Linked DNA regions of Mus musculus: regions 1, 3, 4 and 5 are each linked to region 2. The links are chromatin contacts, called in public HiChIP or PLAC-seq and promoter capture Hi-C maps. All regions are on one chromosome and are shown on one strand. The core of a region is the stretch at or near the end of the contact, and the rest is flanking DNA. Distances in the headings are between cores, read along the strand shown. Region 1 holds the start of Set (SET nuclear oncogene). Region 2 holds the start of Ptrh1 (peptidyl-tRNA hydrolase 1 homolog). Region 3 holds the start of Miga2 (mitoguardin 2). Region 4 holds the start of Zer1 (zyg-11 related, cell cycle regulator). Region 5 holds the start of Endog (endonuclease G).

Region 1 (5,100 bases), core at 208-2,707, 2.7 Mb after region 2:
AAGGGTGCCAGTGCCAGCTGCCACTTAGTGTGGAAACTAGTCCATGGCCATAAAACAAATTAGGATACTATCAACTGTTATAACTGCTTTAAAAAAATTTAAAGTGCTCTCAATTTGTTATGATTATCAATATACACCGACAAAGACCAGTTAGTCACCAAACTTCCCGGAGTCGTCTTCTCAGACTTAGAATGTAAACCTGACCTTACTCCTTCAACCCATTCTTGATGAGATTGGTCATCATATACGGCCGTGCAGTATTTCAGGACACTTCGTGGGAAAACCCTACTCAAAAACTTGGAGCCATAAAAAGGAGAGGGGGTGTGCTCCTATTTCGTGCCCTTTTGTCCGAGGGTTGTGAAGGCTTTTACAAAGCCAAGTGGGCGTGAAGGGGCCCGATCGCGCGTCTCATTTCCGGTAACCAGCCCGGGCTCTGCAGCTGTCCTGGGCTCGAAACGACCCTCCAGGCGAGGGCTAGGCGTCCTAAAGGCCCCTGAAGCCCCTGCATCATACGGCCTCGGGGCCAGATTCCTCGCACCCCCGGCGCGCCCGAGTGTGGCTGCCCCACGTGGGGTGCGCAACCCGCGCAGCCTGGAGCATCCTCCCGCCGGCTCCGCGCCCCTACCCCGCCCCAAACCCCGGTTCCCGGTTCCGCGGTAGCGCCGGCTCAGGGCGGGAAGCAGGGCGGCACTAGAGGCCCGGCCGCAAGGCTGCGTCCGGCCGCACCATGTGGCGGCGGTGGCGGCTGATGGGAGCGAGGCATCATGGCGGAGCACAATAAAGAGAGGCTTCTCGGGAGGGAGGGAGGGGGAGGAGAGCGCGGGCGGGGGGAAGGGGGGGTCTCCGCCCGCCGCGCAGGCCGCAGCGCCCCCGCCTCGGCCGCACCGCTCACCGCCACGGCGCCACCCCGGCCCCCCGGTCCCGGGCCGCACACAAAAAAGGCGCCGGCTCTCCGGCCCCCGCGCGCCCCCCGCAGCCCCGCGGTCCGGGCCGAAAGATGGCGGCGCGGCCGGGCCCCCGCCGCGCCCGGTCCTCACCTGAGGTCTCGTCGGCCCCGTCGTGATTGGAGTTGAGCTCCTTTTTACTGGCTTTGGCCGTCGGCGCAGACATGGTGCCCTCCGCGATCGGGGCGGGGAGCGGGGAGGGGGAGCGAAGGGACGGCCAAGGGGGCGGCCAGCGGCTTCCCCTCACGCCACACGCGCGGCGCCCGCTCGCTCCGGCCGCCTCCTCCCGGCGCTCACTTGCCTGCCCTCCCCCTGGCTGCCTGGCACTGCCCGCGGGGCCTGACGCGGAGGCAGGCCCGGGCGCGTTGTGGCGAGCCCCCGGCCGGGGCTCTCGCTGAAGGCGGGGAGGCGGCGGCGGCTCGGCTGGGCTCCTCGACTCGCGCCCCGCGCTCCGGCTCGCTTCTGGATTGCCCTGAGCCGCCTCCTCCTCCTCCTCCACCTCCTCCACCACCACCTCCTCCTCTTCCCGGCGAGGGGCAGGCCGCAGAGCGCAGGCGCGCCGGGCCTGCGCAAGTCCCGCCCCCGGCCGGAGAGGCTCGCGCCGTACAGCGATTGGCCGCGGCCGCGGGGCAGGGGGCGGGGCCGTGGCGGGTGGCGGCGGCGGCGGTGGGGACACTGGGGCCTGGACGAGAGGCGGGAGGAAGCGGCTCAGCGACGCATGGTCCTGCCCCCGCGCGGTGCTCCCCTCCCCCGCTCTCCCCTTCTCCAGCCGACCCGGGACATTTGCGCGCCGCGCGGTGACTTGAGAGGCGGGGCCTCCGTTCCCCAATACTCCATCACGTGGTGGCTCAGTGGCTTCCCTTAGCGGGGCGGCTGGGGGCTCTGGAGAGGGGGCGCGCGCAGCCCCTCAAAAGTACAGGCCTTAGGAGTACCCTGGCTACAATCAGGCGCCTGAGTTCTGCACCCGGGCACCTTCATTTTTTTCTAGATGGAGAAGCTGGGGACTCAAACTCTAGGCTGCTGTGCAGAGCCACACGCAAGCAGTTCCTCTATCCAGTTTACACGCGGGACCGGGTTTATGCATGGGCCAATTCAAGCCTCTGCCCTCGGTTCTGAATTTTTAAAAATCTGTTACATATTCACACTCAAAAGAACCACAGGAAAGTTCTCTGACTGTAGGAAGGACCTTTCTGCCACAGGTCCTTCTGCTCAACTTCGTACAGGTGTCCTGATCTCAGTGGTGAGGGAAGCACATTTTTGGTGATGACAAATGGGGAAATGTTTAAAAGTCAAAGGCTAAAACAGTAAAACAAACAAACAAACAAACAAAAACAGCTTTAGATTATTAAAAAGTCCTTAAGCACTATGTCGGAGGGATTTAATGGTTAAACACTGTTTTTCAGGACTTGAAAAGATAGTTCTCTGTCTACCTGGATCCCAACACGTGGTCCTGGAAATCCAGAAAGCTCTCTACCTGGTTCCTCTACCACTAGAGCTTGAACTATCCATACTCTCAGTATTCCCGTTTTATTATCAGCTCTTATACATAAAGCAATGTGGCTTTAAGTCAAGTCATTCATGGTGGGTAGACAATAAATGTAAAATACATCATATATATATATATATATATATATATATATATATATATATATATATATATATATATATACAGTCCATGGTGAGAGAATACAAATGTGCTCCTCCAAGTTTCCATCTCAACTCCAGGAAATTCAGCTAGGCCTTCCTGGTGGTGCACCTTATGCTCAAGTCGGTGAATTAATTGCACTCATCTGTTGCAATTGGTAAGCTTAAATCTGGCGACAACCTCTAAGGACCTCTAACCCACACAGCTCCCAAGCCTAGAGACCTCCAACACAGGCAACTGTGGACAGGCTTCTTAAAGAGGGAACGGTCTGACAAAAAGGAGAGCTATAAACTGTGACTAACATTTGCTAAAACTCAGGTGATGCCTTCACCAGGAATGATTCCTGATAGCCCTGTGAGGTCCTGGCACACAGTAGCAAAGAAATTCCACAAACAAAACAAGGACTTAGGCTGAGGCAGAGGCTAGCCTGGGCTACAGTGTCTAAGTGTCTAAAAGTAAAAGGGCTAGAGCATTAGCCCTTAGCACTCCCATACCAAATCACTACCCTAGGCTCCTGCTGCATTTGGCTGTATTTTCCTGTAACCCTCATAAGATACAAAGTAACTTTTACAGATAATCTTAGGGTTAAAAAACAGGGCTTGGATCCTAAGAGGCAAGTTCCCTATCACTCAGCCACGACCCCTGCCTCAAACTCTTCCAAAACAAGATACTAAGTATATTTTACAGATAAACTAAACTGGGTTAAGTAATGGGAATGGATCCCCAGGTCTAGTGCCTGATAAACTGTCATCTGCCAGGCAGCCCCACCGGCAACTCAACTTTACAAGAGAAGGAACCAACATAAACCAGTTATTTTCTTTTTCTGGGGGTTGGGAGGTGGGGAGTGGAACTAGAAAAGGATGGCCTTGAACTTCTGCTCTTCACTCCCCAAACCCCTAATGTCTTAAATGTGGCTTAAGAGACAAGAGCTGACATCAAGTCTTGGCGCACACCCACGGGGGGGGTGGGGGGTGGGGGAAACAAACCAACCCACCAAGAATGTCTGTTTCTTTCTCTTTGTATTACACAAACAATTTAAAAATTACTTTTTACCCAGAAGAGTGTTTTGTCTGTAGTATTTAACTGTGCTATGTGCAAAGGCCAGAAGAGGATCCTCCTGGAGCCGAAGCTGGGAGCCACCACTGCAGTACTAGAAACTAAATCCAGGTCCCTGGCAAGGCCAATGTGCTCTTAAGCACTGAACCACCACTTCTCCAATCTCTTTCCTTTTTTTACCTACAAGCCTAGATAGACTGACTTAATGGGCCACTCCCAGGTAGAAAGAAGCTTGCTCTGAAAACTGAAGTTTTTTTCAACCACAACGTCTGGTCCAAGGGTTGGTGCCTGTGACCACAGCATAAATCTACAGAAGACCCACGGGGCCTTCCTCTGATTGGGCCCTGAACTTCAAGATGAATACAAGGAGCATACTAAGGGAAATCAAAGCAGAAGGGGGGGGGGGGCGCTGGGCATGGGTGCACCCAGGAAGCCACCAAGCATTGCACTCTCCATACCAGTGTGGAGAGGCTGGCTACAGTGCCTGGCAGGTCAACCTGTGTCCACTGGGCACATTTAGGAGGACTATGGTGGCACCCTCCCATCTCTCCCGGTTTAACTATTTCTGCCAACAGACTAAATGTGTAACACCAAAAAGGTTCGCTCACACTTTGCTTATAACAAAAGGGAAAAGATTAACCCCCATCTCAACTGCAATTTATTTACCCTTAAGTCTCAGCAAGCAGTGAGAAAAAGGGTGTTTGCCGTGTGTACATACAGCATGTTCGGGGCTCCAGACCCAGTACGTTAGGCACGATGGTGCTAGCCTGGAATCCCAGCTCTGAATCAGAAAGTTCAAGGTCATCCTCACTGGCAAATTGGAGGCCTGCGTGATCTACATGAAGCCCTCCCTTTAGAAAAGAAAACTCTGGGTGGGGCGGTGCCTTTAATCCCAGCATGTTAAAGGTGGGAGTACCAGGAGAGTCATATCGAGACCCTGTCTTTACCACTTGGAGACATTGGGCAGGTCTTTGCCTACCATTTGAAAGGCAAGAGAATGGGACACAGCAAAGAGAAGCAGGTCCACAGAAGTGCAGAGATGCCGACTCCACTCGGTGCCTAGGGCGTCTAGACTTAATCCAAATGCATATTTTCCTTCTGCTTCTCTGCCCTGTACCAGACACAAGCTACGCGGGAAAACTACACCACGACTCGAAGCTGTGTGTAAGAAACGCAGCTCTCACGGTCAACAGAGGAGGCGAAAAGTGCAGGCATGAAAACCACTGTCTGAATGGAAAGCGAAGAAAAGTGCTTGCAAGGGGCGATTCTGGGTGCGGCCAGCAGCGTTTCAGATAAGGAGCGCTTAGGCTCAGAGCGAGAAGCTGGAAAGCGACTCCCCCCACTCCGCCTCAAACCCGAGTTTCCTGGCATAGGGCAAGTACGTGTGCAGGCTCGGAGGAGAGAAAACGCAGCTCCAGGCCTTTAGGCCATGCCACCCCTTGGGAAACCCGGAGA
Region 2 (5,140 bases), core at 496-2,995:
ACCCATCTGGAGCTCTCAAAAGGTTCAGAAAGTTTACCCTTCCTAGACCTTTCCTACACCGCAAATAGCGAACGGGGAGACCAAGCTGCTGCAGAAACAGACTGATGTGGCCACAGTCCCTCCTTGAATCTGCAAGTAGCCTGGGGAAACCCAGGGAAGTTATATAAACATTGGGTACCACTGTGTCATTGCAGTTCTGTGGCCCTGTCTTGGCTTCATGGCACCGGCAGGCAGTCAAACAGGTAGATATATCCACTGGTATTAGAGGCCTGACAATGGTCCCTGGCTTCGAGCACGGATGTGGTCCAGGAGCAGGTCAGTGGCCTGATCCATCAATGGGGACAGTAGCTCCTGCTCCTCCGGGGAGAAACAGCCCAGGACATGGTTCTCCACCATATTAGGGTGTGTGGGGCGCCCGATGCCCACCAGCAGCCTTGGCATTGCCTGTAGGGTCCCAGGGGAATGAGGATGCATTGGTGAGATACAATGTCAATGCTAGCCACCCCCACCCAGGGCAGGGCAGAAGGGTAGACTCACATTGGAGTTCAGACAGCTAATGCAGGAACGGACTCCATTATGGCCCCTTGAGGGGATATGAAGAGCAGTTAGTACTTTCTGAGGCAGTGCCCTTCCTCCATTCCCTTGCCCAGGCCTTCTTCAGAGCAGCCCAGCCTATCGAGATAGATAGTCTCAACAATCTTACTCCACTCCAACAGAGGCCAGCATCCCTACCCAAACCTACGCACATAAGAGCCTCACCTTGCGCTGCCCCCCAGCTTCAGAGCCAGCTTTCCCAACGGCTTGTCCAGTTCATCATGGACCAGATAGATCTCCTCCGCAGTCAGCCCAAACAGCTCCGCTTGGCACAGGGAAACAACACTCTAGTTACTGCATATCTGCTCAGAGGGGTCACAACAACCCCCATATGTAAACAGGCTTCCCCAAGCCTTCACTGTAGTAATTGGGGCTCACCAGGCACTTGTCACAATTGAACCCTCTCTCTGGTCCCTGTGCCCTCTTATCCATGAAACCTACAACTCACCAGCTCGGGCTACGCTGCGCCCGTTGACGTTCATGAGGCGCCGCGGCCGGAGCAGTACCAGCTGAGCATCCCCGAGCGGGGCCAGGGCGAGGTCAGCAGCACAGCGCGAGTCACGAGTCCAATTCTCCGCCACTCCCAGTCGCCTTGCTATTTGCCCCAGCACCGCCATGCCCACACTGTGCCGGGTGCCGGGCATTCCGTGGTTCCCCAGGCCAGCCACCTGTAGGCAACACTCACTCAGGACCCAAAACATTGACCAGGAAACAGAAGCGACAGTATTGGGAAGGAGCACTTAAGGGTCTGGGAACTCCTGGAGGCCCCACCAGCCAGAGGATGCCGCTCCCTGGTGCAAGAGCAAAACTAAAAGTTTGGAGCCAGTTAGTATTGCGCCTATTTGACTAAGTAGAAAAAGGGACAACTATCCCGAAAAGATGGTTCCGAAGGTAAGGTTGCTGCTAACCCTGACAACCTGGGTTCGATCCCCAGAACCCACATGGTGGAAAGAACCCTCTCCTAAGTTGCCCTCTGACAGCCACAGGGCACATGCATACAACGCATACACTTAAATGTAAGCGTAGCTGCGGAGCCAAGCCCCGCGTCCCTGTGTAGCCACCCACGCCCCACTCACCAGCCACCGCTTCCCGGGGAACCGAGCCTCGGAAACCTGCCGGCTCAAGGCCCAACTCCGCCGCATCCCTGGACTAAAAAGACCGGACTTCAACGTGCCGACTCCCATTCACAGCCAGGACCCCGCCCCTTGACGTCAGGCATCCCTAAGCCAATAGCATCACGACATGTCCAGCGACGCCCAATCCAGGCTGGGTTTGGCGTCCGCCATGTCTCTGCGGGGCGGAAGTGGGTGGATCGCGGGCCCGGGCGAGTGTCTGGGTGCATTCCTCCGCGACGCGTCACCCTGTATGGCTCAGCCTTTGCTCGGCCTTTGCTCGAGGGCTGGTACCTCGTTAAGTTTCTACCCTGGCCCGCGTCGGCGTGCACTGCCCATAGGTTCTTTCCTTGACTTAGGCCTTGGCTTGCCTTGCTGAGTTTCTAGTGACTCTCGGAGGCGGGGCCAAGTGGGCGGGGCCTATGGACATCGTGGACCTGGTGCCTAGCAACAACGGAGCTAGGGAACCTCAGAGTATGCTTAGCCCAGAAGTTAGCCTAGAAACCTGGCCATGACAGACAGAAGCAAGGTGAGGGCTGAGAAGGGGAAAGCTGAGGCAGAGGTCGGGGCCGCAAGAAGGGCTTGAGGAAGAGCCAGTCAAGCCCTTCAGGGGAACTGGGAGAGGTCAGAGGTCATCATTTGTAGTGTGGTAGGGGAGAAGGGTGACTGGCCTCCCAGTCCTAAGGGAGAGAGAGGGCAGAGAGATTTTTTGGGGGGGTTGTTGTTGTTTTAACGTTTTGGGGTTTTGTTTGTTTGTTTTATAGACTCAGAGAACTCCATCTGCCTCTAGCTCTAGAACGGGGTTATTAAAGGTATGCACTACCGTGCCCAGCCCAAGTGGAGAGATTTTGAGGAGTGAAACACAGAACTTGAGGACTGATGAGACATAGGTTCCCCGATTCTGGTGACTATGGGAAGGGTGATCACACAGAGGTGAGAAGCCCTGGGAAGAAGTCAGGTGAAGTGCTTGCTCAATGTGACCTGACGAGTGTGAGAATCCCAGGGCGGGAGTCACAAGGAACCTTGTGCAGCAGGGTCTGAAAACGATGAGCAGCTAGAGCACAAGGTGAGAGCAGACAAAGCCCAAGAGGAGAGCAGAGGGTGCAGTGGTTCCTTGACCTTGACCACAGGACAGGGAGAGAGGCAGGGCTAGAGAAATGTTGGAGCCCTGGGGGACTGTTGAACCCCAGACTAGGTGTGCCTTCTACCAGGAGGCCTCTTCACACCTCTTCCAGTAGGCAAAGCTCCTGGGGGAAGTGTTCCTGAGGCCTTCTGAGCTTACTGCCCCTGGCTTGGTTCCAGGAGCCTCACAGTGCCCGTTCCCAGAAAACTCCAAAGCTAAAGGTTCCTGAAGCCCCAGAGAAGATCCTGCGACGCATCTTTGGGACCAGTCATGTGTTCTATGTTATGACAGATCCTACAAAACGAAGGATGATAGGATCAACAGTGCCTGCCAAAGTCAGAGAGTAGTGAGTGACTTCTTTGTCTCCAACTCCAGGTTCCTACTCTACAAAACCATTATTAATACTGGGTTCAGCTGCAAGCTGGCTGCTATCCCTCTCTGGGTCTCAGTGAACAGCGAGGGTAGAGGGATAAGGGGCTGATGCCCTGGAAGAGCTCCAGGAAGGTCAGCCTGGCCTCTGTGGAGCTCTGATGGCTTTTGCAGCCTCTTTACCTCAGCCCTCCCTCCTGCATACCCCATTCTAGCCCTGAGAAGGTCCTGGGCTGGTCCCAGATCAATACCAGATCCACTGCCTGTCCTGTCCTGTCCTGTCCTGTCCTCACAGCTATAACCAAGGCCATCAGTGCCTCCTACAAGAGGACTGGGAGATGTCTGTGCTGTTCTTCTCCCGTGCCCTCCACCTGGACCCCAAACTGGTAAGAGGAGAGTCAGAGTGGTCCCCAGGGAGCAACTGGCTGGGCATAAGTCCCCCACCCCCTGTCACTGTCAAACCTGCTTAGCCCTTCCTCCCAGGACCATCAGATTCTGGAACCACCTGGAAGGGAAGAAGTTGGAGAGGAAATAACAGCCAGGGTCTCTTTGCCTTTAGGTAGACTTCTATGTATTCCGTGCTGAGGCCTTCATCCAACTCTGTGACTTCTCCTCTGCCCTCCAGAACCTCCGCAGGGCCTACTCCTATGACCCAGGGAATAACAAGTACCTGAACCGGCTGGCCTTTGTGCTCTACCTACAGGTGCCTCAGCTGCCCCACCCGCAGGGGACTTCTCACCTTATCCCCAGCTACTGGCTTGCCCTTCACCTACAGGGAGCCTTCCTGGGATAGGATCTGAGTTCTTGGGGACTCCCGGTCTGTGCACCTGTTTACACCAGCTGCCCCCATCGCTGATTTATTAATTTAGCTGGAGGTGTCTAGAACTTCTGCAGTAAGGCTCTGACCTACCCACACTATCCAATAGGGTCACCACTGGCCACATGGAAATGTTGAGTCCTTACAGTGTGGCAAGTATGACTGAACTAAATTTTAAATTCGATTTGGGTGGGTTGGGTCCGTAAGGGGTGTGACTCAGTGGTAGGATGGCAGCTTGGCACACAGAGGGCTCTGAGTGCTGTCCCTAGTACTAAGTGGAATTTTAACTGCTTAACATTTATTTTGACATTGACTTGAGCATGTGTGCTTGTGTGTATGTGTGCATCTGTGTGCCTAGGGAGGTCAGAAGTCAGATGTCTCCTTGTACTATGTGGGTGGGCCCTGGGCATCGGCAGGCCTGATGATGAAGTGCCTGTACCCACTGAGTCATCTCAGTACCGTCAGTGTCTTTTGAAAGTTCTTTTGAAAGTCAGATATTGGCTAGAAGTTGAGTTGAGTGCAACAGTGGTAGACCATTTGCCTAGGAAAGGGTCTGAGTCCAAGCACCAGTGCCACAAAACACCAAGCCCCTCAGTTCCTACAAAGAAGCTTGGGTGGCCAGTGACACGACTGAGCAGGTAAGAGCATCTGCTTCTTAAGCCTGACTACCTCCGTGTGATAGCTGAGATGCACACGGTGGGAAGAAACCAGACTGCCACAGTTAGCTATGACTTTCACACGTGTGCTGCGGCATGTGCCTGCCCCCACACACCACAGAATAAATGCACATCATAAAAAAGAAACATTGGGCCAGACATGGTGGCTCAGGCTTGCACACTCTGCACACCAGAAACTGAGGCAGGAAGAGTCTCATGAGTTCAAGGTCTGTCTGGGTTGCATGGTTCCCGGCCAGTATGAGTTACACTGTGAAACGTTAATAAGACAAATATACCAGACAAGGCAGGAGAGCCCTCGAGGCATTCAGATAACTGATAGAACTGTTGAGGGCCTGTGTCGTGCTAGCTCACTTCCTGTGTGACCTGTGGCGAGTCACTTCACCTCCCTGATCCTGGGTTCCTTCATCTGAAATGGGGAACACTTGTGAATTCTAGACCTTTGGCCGGA
Region 3 (5,418 bases), core at 2,549-5,048, 2.4 Mb after region 2:
CAGCCAGCTTCCAGCTTCTGCTGCCATGCGTTCCACACTGGATTGTGATGCACTGACCCATGAGGCCAAATCACCTCCTTCTCCCTTAAGGTGCTTTGGTCTTTCAACAGAGCAATGAGAAACTAACTAAGACACATGGAATTATAATAACACAGTAAGAAATTAACTAAGCCACATAGCCTTGACAAGGACTCAGCTCTCTCAGGCAATGAGGACCCCTAGAGAGGACCACACCCATCTTACCTGACCAAAAGTTGTGTACAGGAACACTGGAATCTCAGCCACAGTCATGGCCAGAGCCTGGATCATGGACATACCCTCAGTCCTCCGGAATGCCATGGTAGGTCCACCACCCGAGACGGGACCTCCTGGGGTGAGAGCTTGCAAGGAGAATGTCTTCAGCTGGTCTCTGGCTGGGTCCTGGGTACCATCCACTCCCCAGCAGGACAGGGGCACACATAACAGGTCCTTCCACAAAGCTGACAGACAGATGACCGAGTGAGACACAGAAGGTGCATACAGGGCATGAGTGGTAGAGCGCTCACCTCCCTATGTCCAATACCCAGTTCTGCCAACAAGCTTGGGGGCAGTGAGATAGCTAAGCAAATAAAAGAACCTGCTGAGCAAGCCTGACAACCGAGCTCCCCAGGATCCAAGGTTGAATGTGATGGATCTCTGAGCATGTCCACGAAGAATGAACTACGTTAGTAAAGGTGAGAAGACCCATCCACAGTAGGTGGCACCATTCCCTAGGCTAGGGCCATGTACTGTGTAAAAGCATACACACATTCTTTGCTCTCTGCCTCTTAACTGAATGTAACATGGACAGCTGTCATGAGATCCTGTCATTGTGACTTTCTCACAATGATGGACTATCACCTGGGACTGTGAGGCAAAACAAAGCATTCCTCCCCTAAATTGCTTTTGCTGGGGTGTTTTATCACAGCAACAGAAATGAAACCAGAAGCCAGGCATGGTGGCTCACACCTTTAATACCAGCACTCGGGAGGCAGAGGCAGGCGGATTTCTGAGTGTGAGGCCAGCCTGGTCTACAGAGTGAGTTCCAGGACAGCCAGGGCTATACAGAGAAACCCTGTCTCGAAAAACCAAAAAAGTTGGCTCAGCAAGTTAAAAACATTAGCTATCCTTCTAGAAGGCCCAGATTCAATTCCCAGCACCCAAATGCTAGCTCACAACTGTCACAACTCCAGCTGAAGGGGACCTGATGCCCTCTGCCCTCTTCTGACCTGTGAAGGCACCAGGCACTCATGGTGCACAGACATATACACATGCAAAACGCTCATCTATGGGATGTTTTGTTTGTTTGTTTGTTTGTTTTGTTTTTTACAGAAAGGTGCACATGTCAGCACACAGAGATATAAACAAGAGAGGCCCCAGAGGTTGGGCACTTCAGGCTTGTGATTCCAGCTGAGGCAGGAGGATCAAAAGCTCAAAGAATGACTGGGCAACTTGGGCAGACCCTGTCTCAAAATTTTTTAAAGCACTTGTCTAGCGTGAAGCAGTGGGGGAAAAAAATAGTGCCTCCAGTGGCTGAATGAACAGCAGGCGTGCATCAGGAACACCAGGCCCCAGCCCTCTGCCCCCACAGGCAGGCAAGCAGCCAGATACCCCACAGACACCTCTATAAGCCCGGCAGCAGAGGGAGACATGCGTGGCATGTTGGCATAGAAAGAACCCTGAGACCGGGAGATAAATAGGTCATCCCCTAACTCAGGGCCTTCTGCACTTTCTCAGTCTTTCTAAAAACACTGGCCATCTTCTAAATAAAGATCTCAGGCTGCAGACTGACATCCTTTTCAGAGCCAGGAATGCTTCACTTCCTGTGGCCTAAATATTTGTGCTGATCTTGTTGTGGTGGTGGGGGTTTTGTTGTTTGTTTTGTTTTGACTTATATTTATTTTTGAGACAGAGTCATATACTGTAGCACAGGCTGGATCTGAATTCTAGATACTTCTCTTACTTTTTGTCCCCCAAGTGTTGTGTTTCCTGCTATGAACCAACTGAGTCATGACAGCTATATGGGCAGATGTTTCTCCCTGACTCTCCCCACCTTCTCATGAAGAAACTGAGTTTTGTCCAACCTAAGCCAGGAGTCCAAAATAACTCATCGGTTGCTAAGTGGTGAAGAGAGGGTATGTCAAGGTCTACTGGACTCTGGGTTCTGCTTAACACAGCAGGAACAGGCAGTGCACCCCAGCAGAGACACAGAGAGAAAAGATAGCCCAAGACCCACTAAGACCCAAAGCCAGATGAGATGTTTGATCACATATTCTGAGACCCCAAGACCCTGCAGCAGGGGTCTTGTTCAAGTTCAAGGATGCTTTCTGAGATCTTCAGAGGAAGGAACACCATAGGCCAGGACAGACCCTGTCTCTCTGGGATGATGACCAAAAGTCACTAGGCCAGCACAAGACATGAACAAGGAACAGATTATCCTTGGTGAGTGGGGGAAGGCATACAGCCCTATCAGGCTGGCCCTAGGGCTGTGGGGGGAGGGGAGAGGGCAAGAGGGCTGGCAGGCAGAGTGAGGTTCAAGGGCTAAAGAAATTGCCACACTGTCAAGGGCAGGGTACATTTTTGCCTAGAGGTTAAGTGGGCTATGATGTGCCTCCAGCCTGGCAGGGCACTGAGTGAGAGACAAGGACATCAAATAGCAGGAGATATACTTCTCAGAGCATTTCAACAAGCCAGCGCACTAGCTCTCTGTGAGGCCTCAGTGGAGTCCTTCTCAGAGCACGCAAGGATAGGAATACTGAGGCTTTGAGAGATGAGGACCGAGGCTGGGCCGAGCACCCTAGCCATTGCCTGCTGCTTGCTTGTATCAAACCTGAGGGCCTTGAACGTCTGGGAAGGCCACCTGGTATTAGAGGTGAGCCTATTCTAGGATCCAGGCAGGAGGAGAGAGGGAAGGGGAGGCCTGGCATCTGTTTGCAGGTGAGTCCAGTTAGCCTTGTCTGTGCCCAAGAGGAAGGAAGGGTCCAAGCTCATCATCATATCCTACCTGTCTCTCTATTCTAATGCTGGCCACCAATCCTGCTCCACATTCTTGAGCAGGTAGGTTATCTGCTCCTCCACCCTGGCACCTTAGGCCTGATATCCCGGCTTTCCAATCCAGGCCCTCCTCTTTTGTGCAAGCCAACCCTACTAATTGGCCTGAGCATTCTCTCGTCCCACTTTGACCTGGCTGTGTTATCAGAACCAGGCAGTACTACAGCTCACTCTGCCTCATGTCCTGTTTGTCCCACCCCTGCACATCTCTGTGGGATCCCACGCAGCCGGGCATTGGGCAACCCCACAGTGAACATCAACAATATTCCAAGCTTCAGTATCTGCTCCTTGCGGAGCCTGGGCAGGGACCTTCCTGCTTTGGCCCCGACCTCCCTAGGACATCCTTGACCGCTGTCCACATACAGCGCTGCCCACAGCCGGCACACCTGGGGGGGGAGGTGCCCGCGACCATACTTTTAGATGCTCGCAGCGTTCCAGGCCCGGGAGTCTCCTCTCTGACCCAGCTCCTTTCTCGTTCCACCCACGGAGCCACGCATCCTCTCGAGCCGCCTGGTCCAGGGGATCCACTCATCCCACCTTGGACACCTTCGCGGGCTGGCTGGATCGCAGACCCCGGCGTGGGCCGGGTTCCATGCTCCGCAAGCCTCGCTTCTAGCCCTGCTGATCTGGTCGCCCGCGCAGTGGCCGTCACTCACCAGGGATCCCATCGCTGGGGAAGGGCAGCGTCTCCTTTCCAGGCGGCAATACAACCAAACCACGCCGCTGGATGGGGAAGGCGTGGCCTCGGGCCGGCCAACACAGCTCTGACCAATGAGCGTCTCCATATCGCTCCGCATCGGCGAGGCCCTTGGCCAATGGGGTGAGCTACGTGATCACGCAGACTCCGCCTCCCTCGCTTTTCGCACCGCCCCCTAAGTGTGGTTGCAGTGTGGAATGTCCTCTTCTCTCCTCCGATTGGTCACTAGGATTAGACAGACACACGGACACTAAAAAGGCGGTGGAGTTAGTGGACACCTGGGGCTTTCTGGGAAGCAGCTGCTTAGAGAGTCTCTGCCACACGCTGGTCCTCAGCGTTGTTGTCACTGGGATGTCACACCTGATTACCAAACTCCTGCGCTACACATACTCTCACACCAACAGGCACACACGCATGCACGCACACGCACATCTACAACCCTTATTTATGCATGGTTTGGTTTGGTTTCTTGGTTTTGGATTTTTTTTTTTTTTTTTTTTTTTTTTTTTTTTTTTTGAGACAGGGTTCCTAAAGGATCTATGCTTTGGAGACTAGCAGGTTTTGTATGTTTGTTTTTTAGTTTGGTTTGGTTTGGGGTTTTGGTTGGTTGGGTTGGTTTTTGGTTTTTTTTGTTTTGTTTTGTTATTTTCTGAGGCGATTTTTTTTTTGTGTAGCCCAGGCTGTCCTGGAACTCCTGCCCTCTGTTGGGATTAAAGCCAGGTGTCACCACCGCACTGCCCGCTGATCTTGAATTCTTGATCCTCCTGCCTCCAATCGCCTGAAGTGCTGGAATTATTGGGGTTTTTTTTGTTTGTTTGGTTGGTTGGTTTGGTTTTTTGGGTTTCTCTCTCTCTCTCTCTCTCTCTCTCTCTCTCTCTTTCTTTCTTTCTTTTTCGAGACAGGGTTTCTCTGTGTAGCCCTGGCTGTCCTGGAACTCACTTTGTTGACCAGACTGGCCTCGAACTCAGAAATCTGCCTGCCTCTGCCTCCCAAGAGCTGGGATTAAAGGCGTGCACCACCACTGCCCGGCGAAGTGTTGGAATTATATACAAGCATGTGAAACTCTGCCCAGCTACATCCAAATTCTAAATTAGTAAATAATTATTATTTGAATATCAGGGGAAAAAAATAAAGGCCAAAGTGAACTTTTTTGGTAAAAGGTGCAAGTAGTGCCTATATAGGCCAGAAGAGGGCGACCTCTGATCGCCTGGAACTGGAGTTACAACTGAGAGGAATTCTGTGGGTGCTGGGAATTGAACCCTAGTTCTCTGCAAGAACAATACACTGGGCTTACCAATTGAGCCATCTCTCCAGCCTCCAGTTACTGATCCTTTTCAGCCAGTGTGAGTTACTGAATAAAGACATGCAATTATAAATGGCTTTAACAGGACAGAGCTGGATGCTGTCTGAATGGTCACTATGGCCAGCTACAGACAGATCCTGGTAAGTACAGAGTAAAGAGGAACAATTTCGCATACAAGACTGTGAACACAGACACTTGGGGCTTGTGAGTTACCAGTGTGTAGTTACAGAGCCTGTTAATGTTAGGTCAGTGGTAGGAGACTGGCAGTCTCCTGAAGTTTTTTGTTTTGTTTTGTTTTATTTTCAAACTCCACATATCTGGGCCCCGCCTGCTCTTAGGACAACACCCA
Region 4 (5,304 bases), core at 1,616-4,115, 2.7 Mb after region 2:
TTCTCTGTATAGCCCTGGCTGTCCTGGAACTCACTCTGTAGACCAGGCTGGCCTCAAACTCAGAAATCCGCCTGCCTCTGCCTCCAGAGTGCTGGGATTAAAGATGCTTTTCTCCTTCTTATGTCAATGCCCTGTATTAGAATGATTGACCCCTAAAGCAGAGCGTGGTGGCACACGACTTTAATCCCAGCACTTAGGAGGCAGGGCAGGCGAATTTCTGAGTTTGAGACCAGCCTGGTCTACAGAGTAAGTTCCAGGACAGCCAGGGCTATACAGAGAAACCCTGTCTCAAAAAACCAAAAAAAAAAAAAAAAAAAGATTGACCCCCATCTTTGAATTCCAGGAATAAATCTCACTTGGTCATTTTACTGGCTGGTTTAATGTTAACTCGACACAGGATAGAGTCATCTGAAAGAAGGGAACCTTCACTGAGAAAATGCCTGCATAAAAATTTAGATGTGGGCTGGAGAGATTCCTCAGTGGGTAAGAGCACTGACTGCTCTTCCGAAGGCCCTGAGTTCAAATCCCAACAACTACATGGTGGGTCACAACCATCCATAATGAAATCTGATGCCCTCTTCTAGGGTGTCTGAAGAATGACACCTATATGAAGTGTACTTACATATAATAAATAAATAAATCTTTAAAAAATACTTAGATGTATCAGCCCACTTGTTGTACACACCTTCAATCCCAGTGCATGGGAGGCAGAGGCAGGTGATCTCTGAGTTTAACCCCAGCCTGGCCTATAGTGTGAGACAGAGTTACACAGAGAAATCCTGCCTCAAACAAACAAAGATGAGCAAACAAGTGACCTCCATGACCTCTGCATGGACTCCAGCCTCCAGGCTTCTGCCATCTGAGTTCCTGCTCTGACCTCCTTCAAAGACTATGATGGACAAGTGTGTGCCCAATAAACTTTTTCCTCCACAACTTGCTTTTGGTCATGGTGTTTCCTCACAGCAATAGTGACCCTAAACTAAGACAGTCGTGCATGTAGAATTGTTTCAATACATTGCTGAGTTAGGATTGCCATACACAGGGTGTTATGTGACAATTTTTTCCTAGAAAGTTAACAACATGCATGTCTACTCACCCCGGATAGGGAATTCCGGACAGACCAAATATACCACCACAGTCCAGTTTGGTGAGCTAGTGAGTTTTATTGGTATTACTTACAGGAACAGAAATGACTCAAAGACAGTGGCATGACCAAGGCACATCTCTGCGAAGATGACAGTTCAGAAAAGCTGGAAACCTATAGCACAGAGCATAGTCTGCAGAGAGCTAAACAGACTGGGAAATGTACTTTCCACCTGACTGTGGTCTAAATCTCTCATAGGCAGCTCAGCTTGTTTCCTCTTCTTACATGTAGCTGGTCTGGTCTCAGTATCTTCTTTGCAGCTCAGCTTGACTAAGAACTCTCAACTTTTTATTCTTTTCTCTGGCAGGGAGGGTCTTAGTGAATCTGGTTAGTTTCAGGGACTTCCTGAACCTATTTTGAGTTATTTACCTTCCTACTTAAGGTATCTACTTTCTCTTTTCTTTTATTTTTTCTCCTTTTCTTGTTTTGTTTTTTGTTTTAGAGACATGGTTATTTTGTGTAGTTTTGGCTGTCATGGAACTAGCTTAAACTAACGGAATCTGCCTATCTCTGCTTCCTGAGTGCTAAGATTAAGGTGTATGTATAGTATTTTGTGTGTGTGTGTGCGCGCGCTCAATGATAGAATTCCTGTCTGCCACAGGACCTGGGTTTGAGCCTCCACATCCCCTCCCTTCTTTCTCTCTAACCTCACTCCAGGGCATTCCTTAAGCAAAAAGTGTTGTTAGTTTACCAGATGTGGAGGGCAGTAAGAAAAATGTTTAAGCCTACTGCCTGATTGTTTGAGCTTAGAATGACAGAGATGCAAAGAGCCCACACTGATTTCAACTGTGAACGTTCTGGACAGGAGACCAGAAGGAAACAATTTACTGAGGGACTGGGTAAGGAGAGAAGGTAGATGAAAAGTCTGGATGCCCTGATTGTGAGACTGCAGAAGGAACGAAGGGATTTGTGTTCGGAGGCTATGGTAGAAATCAAGAGAAGAAATGGTGATGGGGCCAGTGAGATGGCCCAGCATGTAAGGGTGCTTGGTACAAGCATGGTGAGGACTGAATTTGATCCCTGAAACCAACGTGGCTGGTGTAGAGAACCCTCTCCAGCCAACAGTGCTCTGATCTCCTGCACATGTGCATATGCATGCACACATATAAATAAATGGGAAAAAAATCTTAAAATGAAAAGGAAGTATAGACCAGAGAGCTTGTTCGGTTCCTACGTTTGTGGGGCTTACAACTACCTGTAACTTCAGCTTCATGGGCTCCGGGGCTATTGTCCTCAGCAGGCAGCTGCCGTCACGTGCATAAGCACATATACACTTATGTACATAATTAAAATAATATTTTTGAAAGATAAAATGATGGACAGTAGGGCACTATTGGAGGAAGAGAGAAACAACTGTTAAGAGATCCTTGGTGACTAGAAGAAAACGCAGTGGCCAAGAACAGCCTCACTCCTGCTATCTGACAGCTCCTGGGTGAATGGCCCTTTTCGTGAAGGAAAGAAGGAGGAGCACATTTTGAGGGGCAATGTGGTGGCTGCTTAGAGACCGCCCAAAAGACGTCGGGTTGGGCACCGGGTGAGTCAGCACTAACTAGGTAAGATGGAGTCAATCCTGTCCTGAACCTGCTCCTGCGAGTTAGCCCCTCGCTAGAAGGAACCCTGGAAGCTAACGTGGAGACTGGGGCCTCAGCTTGGGCAGGAGCAGCCCAGAGAACCCGGAACCTTCAGCCGCCTCCGCCCACGTTCGCGGCGGGACAAGACGAGAGAACCCCTCCTCTGCTGCTAAGGGGCGGCCCGGAAGTGACGCTTTGTTGACAGCACACCCGCAGCCACAGGCTCTCCAAGCCTTCGGAACAGGATCGGGGGGAGGGGCTGGGCCCGGAGCCAAGCAGCCGGCGGCCCGAGGGCAAGGGAACGGCCTCCGTCCGGGGCTCCGGTCGCAGCATTCCCGCCCTGCCCCGCCCCGCCCCGCCGACCCGGACCCGGACCGGATCCGACCTCCTGCGGCGCTTTGGCCGCCGATTCCCCCGGGCCGCAGCCTCCGCTTGTAAGCCTGCGAAGCATCCTGTCTCCCCGTTGAGGGCCGCCCCCTCCTAGGGTACGTCCTAAATGCCGAGCCAAGAGACGTACCTGCATCCTTTTCTTCACCCTGTCTCAGGGTCTAAGCATTGTCGCTGCGACTCCTTGCAGAGGTCCACCACAGGCTAGTGGTGGGATGGCGCTCGTCGCCTGCCACCCAGGTCTGAGGATTTTGCCTTGAAAATTGAGCTCTCTCTAGAATGAGAACGACGCTCGCCCTTGCAAAATGGGGGCTCAACGTAGGGCTTAGGAGGCCAGCCTCTGCCCCTCCTACCTGTTGGATGAGTTTAGGTCTTCTCCCAACCCCCGAAGCCGTGCTACTTAAAAGCTTAGGGATGGCTTGGCTCCTGGATCAGCTCCCAAAATGCGATGCCAAGGTACAAGATAGTGCAACAGGGTCGGAAAAGAGCGGGTGGGCTTGCTGAAGATCAATGGCTCCCATAGGTGAGGTGAAACTAAAACTGACCGCTCTGGCTAGCTCTGGGTAGATTTAGCTGCTCTTTAACCAGTCAAAGCTTCCCCGGGTTTGCTTGTGCCTTGTGTGTATGACAGAGACGGGAGGGGGAGCAGAGGGTTGGGGGTAGTGGTGCCTAATGCCTGGGAAAAGCTAACTCAATGATGTTTCTGACAGAATGGTTCTCTACAGGCTTCAAGTTAGAGTGACCGGTGGAGATAGCATTGAAAGGGGGGTCACAGAAGCTATGCTTTGACCAAGAGGTTCTTGTTAGGTATGAAGGGTCGATGTGCTTTGCCTTATTCAGTAAATAAACGTACAACATGTTTGATAGTAATAGGTGTCACGAAGCAGAGACTGGGACCTCTGTATAGAATGGTCAGGGAAGGTCTCTAATGAGGTTTCTGTCTGAGCAGAGATGAGTGAGGTAGAAAGTCATTACAGCTTTCTGGGGGCTCAGCATTCAGCAGCAGGCGCAAAGATCCTGTGGTGGCAAGAGAACCCGCTTGGGTCTGAATGAAGGAGGCAGAGTGGGTGGCAAGGAAATCAAGTGAGAAGAAATAACCGCAGGGAACATATTAGGGACTGGCTTGTGATGCAGGGTTGATTTGTAATTTTTGAAATGTTGGAGAAGAATCAATTGTCTGAGGTGACAAATGACCAATGTACTTCAGCCCTGTGTTTTAAGTGCCCTCTTGCTGTCTGTACTGAACATCCATGGCAGAAATTAAAAGAGATTTCTGCGGGAAAGTCATGTCACATTACTGTTTCCTCGTAGTTAGAATGTGAGCAGGTGACCTTCTGCCTCGGTCTTTCCATCTGTAGAATAGGACTGCTAAGCTACAGGGTGCATGTGTGGCAGTGTGGTACATGACAGGAGGGATCCACCCACGACACAGTCCTGCAGCCCTTCTTTCTAGCATCAGCTGGAGGCATCACCAGCTCTGTCTGACTCCCCTGGCTCATAGGATTTGTAGGAATACTGGGGGAAGCTAAGTAGAACTTTATGACACCATTCACTGGTAAAAGTAATGGTCTGTTCTTCGGGGTATCTGTGACCTTGGCCTTGATTGTTTGTTGTGTTTGTTTAGACAAGTTCTCACTCTGTAGTGAGACTGGCAACGGCCTGTGGAATCCAGACTGAGCTTGAACTCAGCAGTTCTCCTCAGCATCCCAAAGGCTAGGACTGCAAACAGGAGCCACCAACTCCAGCTGGTGGCCATACATACATACATACATACATACATACATTTATTTATTCATTTATTTATTTAGAGGCAGTTTCATGTAGACAAGGCTGGCTTCAATCTTGCTATGTGGTCTTGAATTCATAGAGCTTGATCTGCAACTGCCTCCTGATACAGTTCCATCAGATTATATGTGTGTACCACCATGCCTGACCCAAAAAGGACTTTTAAAATCAAGCCCTGAATATCCCCATTCTGTAACATAATATAAGCAAAACGATGTCTTCCAGACAGATTGGAAAAGAACTGTGTTGGACCTATCTGTGGCACTGAGTGTGTGATCGAACTTCAGGTAGAGGCTGTGAATTCTGAAGGCCCCTGGCACAGGCTGAAAATCTGCAGCCTTTGAGGAGAACAACTCCAGATCTTCTCAGCCCTTGAACCTGACTACATCATCAGGCCTGTGCTATTGGCTGAGCAGG
Region 5 (5,523 bases), core at 2,057-4,556, 2.6 Mb after region 2:
AGGAGAGGGCATCGGATCCCATGAGACTACAGGTGTCAATAGTTATGAACTGTTATGTGGATTCTGAGAATTGAACTCAAGACTTCCCGGAGAGCAGCCAGTACTCCTAACCCATCTCTCCAGCCCCAGCCTAAAGAGCTTTTCTGAAGCTGGGATCTTTACCACAGCCAACTAGTAGCAGGGACTGAACACAAGAGCAATTAAGAGTTGCAGTCCTGGCCCTGTGCCCTGTGGTAGCCCTGTGTTCTTAGGTTGAGGGACCCAGGTGATCTGTCTGTCTGTCCCTCTGCAGGGCTTCTTGCTTCCGCTTCCTTGGTTGTATCCTAGGTCCCTCTGGGTGTTGGGGGAAAGTGTGCCACAAGCTCTGAGCATCCACAGGATCTATGCACCCATCCTGGAGACTAGCATGGGATTCAGTGCCTGTGGATATTATGGGGGAGGCTCTGTTGCTGTCAGCCTCAGGGGCAGTGACTATGCAGACGGGCAGCCCCAGTCTCCCTGTCTCTGAAGTCTTGCCCATATCACTAATTACTGTTCCACCAGTATCCCTCCTGACCCTGAGGTAGGTCTCACATGGGGCCTGAAAACAAGCAGCTGGGAAGGCTGCCTGGCTTCCTGGTCCCAACCAACTTCTTTTCTTCCAGGAGGCCATACTCATCTCGCTGGCTGCTCTGCAGCCTGGTCTCACCCAGGTGGGATCGAGGCCCGCCTCCCCGCTTTCTGGACCCAGGATGTAGAGGAAGCAGCAGGACAGGAGGATCATGGGAGTAGAGATGGTCAAGTCTTCTCTCCAAAAATAACTGCCTTTAATGTGAGTCAGCCCATCTCCCCAGGGGCTCCAGTGAGTCCTCCACCATCACTTGCTGCCAGCAGTGATAGCCTTGAGGTTTCCAGCTCGAGCCAGAATATTGGGCACGAAGAGCAATCCCGAGGCCCGCTCGATGCTCTCGATGGGCACCAGGAACCGCTCCAGAGGGATGGTCTCATCCACGGGGGCATTGGGCATCACGTAGGAACGTAGCTCGATCTGCCCACCGGCTGCCTCCAGGATCAGCACCTTGAAGAAGTGTGTGGGCACTGCCACGTGGTTCTTCCCAATAACCTGGTACTTCACATAGGACTTCCCATCAGCCTCGGTCCTGTGGATAGACCCGGGCGCATGGCCAAGAGGCCTGGTTACATACAAGGTCACCTCTTCCAGGAAGCCTTCCTAACTTCCAACAAGCAAGAAGTTTGTGCTGGGCCTGGTGCCTCCTTGGGTCTGGGAACTATGTAAGGTGGGGACCAATGCTTAACCTCTGCTTTTCTGCCCAATACTGCTTCAGACAGAATGGGAGGCAATAAACGCAGCTAGAGGAATGAGCTCTCTAGACCCTGATGCTCACCTATGCTCACGTGACTGTAACCTGTCCCGTAGGCAGTACACCTAACAAGCACGAGTGGGAGGCCATGCTGGGGAACCCCAGCCCCAGCCTGGTGCTCGGGTGGCGTCACACCGCGCCACGCCAGATGGCCTGTAGTGGATGCCTGTAGCTTCTGGTTTCCGCAGCAGCCGCTGCCTCCTGCAGCCCGTGCTGCAGCCCGTGCTGCTGCTGCTGCTGCTGCTGCTGCTGCTGCTTTCTGTGCCCTCCCGAGGAGCTCAGCTCATTTGTCTGCCAGGAATCCTTAGCACGTCAGAGGCAAGGGTGACAGCCTCCCGTGCAGCCACGGGTTACAGGTGGTAAGGCAGGTCAGACGTGGGGAGCAAAGGCAGGTGTGGGGCCAGGCACCTGAGGGCACAGCAGAGTTCTAGGCCACCCAAAGGTCTCTGGCTACAGTGACACAGAAAGCCCAAGGTTGGAGAACAGGAGTCGGAGGCCCCGTCAGCTACAGGCTTACCTGGGCAGGAAAAGCGGCCCCGTGCAGACATAGACATTTTGGTAAGTTCGCGTCAAGCTGCGGCTGTACCTCTCAAGGTTGTTCCAGGCATTCTGGTTGAGGTGTGGCACCTGGTGGGAGAAGCGAGGCTCAGGAGCACACCTCGGACCTTCCATTAGGCATGCCCCAGCTCTTAATGTCAATGCCCAAACATTTGAAGGACAAGGGCTCAAAGAAGGGCTCCCTCCTTACGGCTCTGTGACTACAGTTTTTGAGCCAGTGCTAGCCACACTCCATTCCTGGCACTCCAATGCTCTAAGCTTTCCCCATCTCAAGGGAAGGAGGAAGGAGGGGACATTAGTCATTCAGAGACCCCCAAGGTCTCTTGGAACTCCCAAACCTTAGGTCAAGCTCTAAAGGCACGGGGACTGGACAGTGCTGGTGTGCACCTTTAATCCCAGCACTCAGGAGGCAGAGGCAGGCAGATCTCTTGAGTTCCTGGGCAGCCTGGAAAATCGAGCAACAAAAGGTGTGGGGTGGGATATGGTCTCCTGTCCATCTCCATCCACTGGGTGGATGTCCCAGGAACCTACTTCACAATCAAGACCCTGCTGGGAGCAGGTGCAGTGCTAACAGTGTGCCCTGGAGGCCTGACTGGCCCTAGGCCAGCAGGGTAGACTGAGGAGTCAAGCTCCCGGGTTCCCTGAGGAAGCACACTGGGTGGCTTGCTGACAGGCATTGCTGCAGCCCGTCACTACTTGGTGCACTGCTTCCCACGGGAGGCTGAAGAAGGATAAACCCCGGATTCTGCAGTGCCACTGTAAGATTCCTCCCTCCCGCCACGGTGCACGTGTAAAGTAAGATCTAGACGCTGCAGTCGGGCGGGCGACCAGGGTCCGAGACTACCTGAGGCGCTACGTTGCTCAGGTAGAAGGTGTCGTCCATGGCCCGCTGACTCCAGCGGTGGTTGGCGGCGGCGGCCAAATGGCCGCGGTCAAAGCCACTGCCGCGGTAGTCCGCATTGGTGGCGCGGTGGTACGCGTGCACAGAGTCATCCTCGCGGAAGTCGCAGGCGCTACGGTCCCCGTCGCCACGGAGCCGCTCTGGCCTCAGCTGCTCCAACACCCAGAGCGCACCGCGCGTGCGCGGGTCGTAGCTAAGCACGTAGGACTCGCGGCTCCGGAGCTGCGCCACGCCGGGCAGCCCGTACTTGGCCAGTTCCCCGGTGCCGCCCGCCGGTCCCCCCGGCAGCGCGGGAAGATCGGCCGCGACCACCGGCAACAATGGCACTCGGCCCAGCAGCCCCGGCGCTTTGCCCTCCCGCCGCCGCCAATGCTCTGCCGCGGCGCCCAGCCCCGCGCCCAGCGCTAGGGTCAGGCCGGCCCGCAGCGCGCGCATGCCTACCGGAGGACAAGGACGCTACTGATGTTAGCACAGAGTGAAGGAGCCTGTGCTGGCGTGGCCCCCGACGCCCTTCAGCTGCCCTTTTAAGACGTAGCTGGGTCCTGGTGCCGCCCTACTCGCTTGCCATTGGTCGTTCCACGTCGGGCTCCGCCTCGCCATGTACACCTCACATGGCCCTGCTTTTAAACAGGACAGAACCCCAGATCTGTCAGACCCCTCAGGTGCACCCACCCTCCTGCCACCAAACGAGCGAAGGATTTCTCTAGATTGATTAACAGAAGAATGCAGGTGTAGCTATTGATAGCCGCCTGGAACCTAAGCTTGCTATATAAGGTTAGAGAAAATAGCTATGCTAGGGTCATACTTTTCAACCCACTTAAAGGGTTTGGCCTGGGAAGTATGTTGTGTTGGCCAATGTTTCCTGTCCGTAGGTCAGGGGCTGGCTAAAGATATTTCCTACATTTCAGATGGAATAGTATTTAACTTATGAATATTTTAAGACATCAACTTCCTTACAACCTATTAAGACGGAGGAAGACCGATACATAAAAACTGAAGAAAATAGGGCTGAGAGTGTACAGTCAGAGCCACACTCATTAGCATGGGACAAAACCAATTATACATTAAAAGATAATTGGGGGATGGCTGGGGGGATGGCTGAGGGGTTAAGAGCTCTTCCAGAGGTCCTGAGTTCAGTTCCTAGCAACCACGTGATGGTTCACAACCATCTGTAATGGGATCAGATGCCCTCTTCTGGTGTGTCTGAAGACAGTGTATTCATATCCATAGAATAATTCTTTTTGTAAAAGGATTTATTTATATATTACATATACAATGTTCTGCCTGCACGATACCTGCAGTCCAGAAAAGGGCACCAGACTTCATTATGGATGGTTATGAGCCACCATGTGGTTGCTGGGAATTGAACTCAGGACCTCTGGAAGAATAGCCAGTGCTCTTAACATCTGAACCATCTCTCTAGCCTGAATAATAATTTTTTTTCTTTTAAGATACATTGGGAAATAGGGCATCTGCAGGTGTTGATGGGTAAGAAGGCAATGGAGGGAAATCATACAAATACCGTGTACATGTGTGAACATGTTATGATGAAACTTGGGCTTGTTTGCTTGGTTGGATTTTTTTAGACAGGGTTTCTCTGTGTAGTCCTGGCTGGCCTGGAACTCACTCTGTAGACCAGGCTGGCCTCGAACTCAGAGATCCGCCTCCCTCTGCCTCCTAAGTGCTGGAATTTAAGGTGTATGTCACCACAGACTGTTGAAAAAATGAAAAAAAAAAGACAAAGTTGTAGACTGGAGACATGGTGCAGCAGTTCAGAGCACATGTTGGTCTAGCAATGGACCCAGGTTCAGTTCCCAGCACCTATATGGTGGCTCACAACCATCTGTAACACCAAAGGATTTGTAGGCAAACACCTATATAGACAACATAATTTTGTTTTGTTTTGTTTTTTAAAGATTTATTTATTTATTATATGTAAGTACATTGTAGCTGTCTTCAGACACTCCAGAAGAGGGAGTCAGATCTTGTTACAGATGGTTGTGAGCCACCATGTGGTTGCTGGGATTTGAACTCTGGACCTTCGGAAGAGCAGTCGGGTGCTCTTACCCACCTGAGCCATCTCACCAGCCCCATAATTTTGTTTTTTAAAGAGCATATTCAACTCTTGCAGAGAACCCAAGTTAAGTGACAGGCAGCTCACAATGTCCTATAGCTTCAGTTCTCGGGACCCATTATATTCTGAACTGTGCAGCCTCTGCAGTTCTAAGGTGAAGGATTCAGCTCAAGTGACCAGAATTTTGCTTGCTTTCTTTTCTTTTCTTTTCTTTTTTTTTCTTTTAAAAAGATTTATTTGTTTTATATATGTGAGTACACTGTCTTCAGACACACTGAAAAAGGGCATCAGATTCCATTACAGATGGTTGTGAGCCACCATGTGGTTGCTGGGAATTTAACTCAAGGCCTCTGGAAGAGAAGTCAGTGCTCTTAACCTCTGAGCCATCTCTAAAGCCTACAACTTTGGTTTCTCTAAAAACACTGTTATAGCCGGGCGGTGGCGGCACATGCCTTTAATCCCAGCACTCGGGAGGCAGAGACAGGCAGATTCCTGAGTTCCAGGCCAGCCTGGTCTACAAAGTGAGTTCCAGGACAGCCAGGGCTATACAGAGAAACCCTGTCTCAAAACAACAACAACAGCAAAAACAAAAAACAAAACAAAAAAACCAACCAACCAAAAAAAAAAAA

Evidence for each region. Promoter capture Hi-C pulls out the DNA fragments that hold promoters and counts their contacts. HiChIP or PLAC-seq counts read pairs in DNA pulled down with a chosen protein or histone mark. Capture Hi-C pulls out chosen DNA fragments and counts their contacts.
Region 1: a contact with region 2 is called in a promoter capture Hi-C map of neutrophils, with 6 times the contacts expected there. The contact joins the promoter of Set here to the promoter of Ptrh1 in region 2. A contact is called at or near these places in 2 of 39 promoter capture datasets (neutrophils and pre-B cells).
Region 3: a contact with region 2 is called in a promoter capture Hi-C map of liver, with 3 times the contacts expected there. The contact joins the promoter of Miga2 here to the promoter of Ptrh1 in region 2. A contact is called at or near these places in 1 of 39 promoter capture datasets (cranial neural crest) and 1 of 9 other capture datasets (liver).
Region 4: a contact with region 2 is called in an H3K27ac HiChIP or PLAC-seq map of double positive thymocytes, with 6 times the contacts expected there. The contact joins the promoter of Zer1 here to the promoter of Ptrh1 in region 2. A contact is called at or near these places in 2 of 39 promoter capture datasets (liver and pre-B cells) and 1 of 115 datasets of contacts at active chromatin or transcription factors (double positive thymocytes).
Region 5: a contact with region 2 is called in a promoter capture Hi-C map of liver, with 4 times the contacts expected there. The contact joins the promoter of Endog here to the promoter of Ptrh1 in region 2. A contact is called at or near these places in 2 of 39 promoter capture datasets (hematopoietic stem and progenitor cells and liver).

The regions. Positions count from the first base shown.
Region 1 is chr2:30,062,831-30,067,930 of GRCm38.p6, reverse strand. Set (SET nuclear oncogene) reads right to left here and starts at 1,457. Exons shown (of 8, transcript NM_001204875.1): 1 at 1,038-1,457. The coding sequence starts at 1,110.
Region 2 is chr2:32,772,426-32,777,565 of GRCm38.p6, reverse strand. Ptrh1 (peptidyl-tRNA hydrolase 1 homolog) reads right to left here and starts at 1,745. Exons shown (of 5, transcript NM_178595.3): 1 at 1,671-1,745; 2 at 1,043-1,262; 3 at 760-859; 4 at 538-583; 5 at 1-444. The coding sequence starts at 1,736. The coding sequence ends at 262. Ttc16 (tetratricopeptide repeat domain 16) reads left to right here and starts at 1,933. Exons shown (of 15, transcript NM_177384.3): 1 at 1,933-2,235; 2 at 2,471-2,518; 3 at 3,009-3,175; 4 at 3,494-3,584; 5 at 3,758-3,901. The coding sequence starts at 2,218. It overlaps Cfap157 (cilia and flagella associated protein 157), which reads left to right. Exons shown (of 9, transcript NM_025619.1): 9 at 1-153. The coding sequence ends at 68.
Region 3 is chr2:30,362,613-30,368,030 of GRCm38.p6, reverse strand. Miga2 (mitoguardin 2) reads right to left here and starts at 3,798. Exons shown (of 16, transcript NM_001242407.1): 1 at 3,726-3,798; 2 at 244-479. The coding sequence starts at 339.
Region 4 is chr2:30,122,172-30,127,475 of GRCm38.p6, reverse strand. Zer1 (zyg-11 related, cell cycle regulator) reads left to right here and starts at 2,865. Exons shown (of 16, transcript NM_001290503.1): 1 at 2,865-3,200.
Region 5 is chr2:30,169,307-30,174,829 of GRCm38.p6, reverse strand. Endog (endonuclease G) reads right to left here and starts at 3,306. Exons shown (of 3, transcript NM_007931.1): 1 at 2,764-3,306; 2 at 1,879-1,988; 3 at 761-1,139. The coding sequence starts at 3,255. The coding sequence ends at 857. Gm31080 (a long non-coding RNA gene) reads right to left here. Exons shown (of 4, transcript XR_866091.1): 4 at 4,495-4,533. It overlaps Spout1 (SPOUT domain containing methyltransferase 1), which reads left to right. Exons shown (of 12, transcript NM_172660.4): 12 at 645-1,383. The coding sequence ends at 737.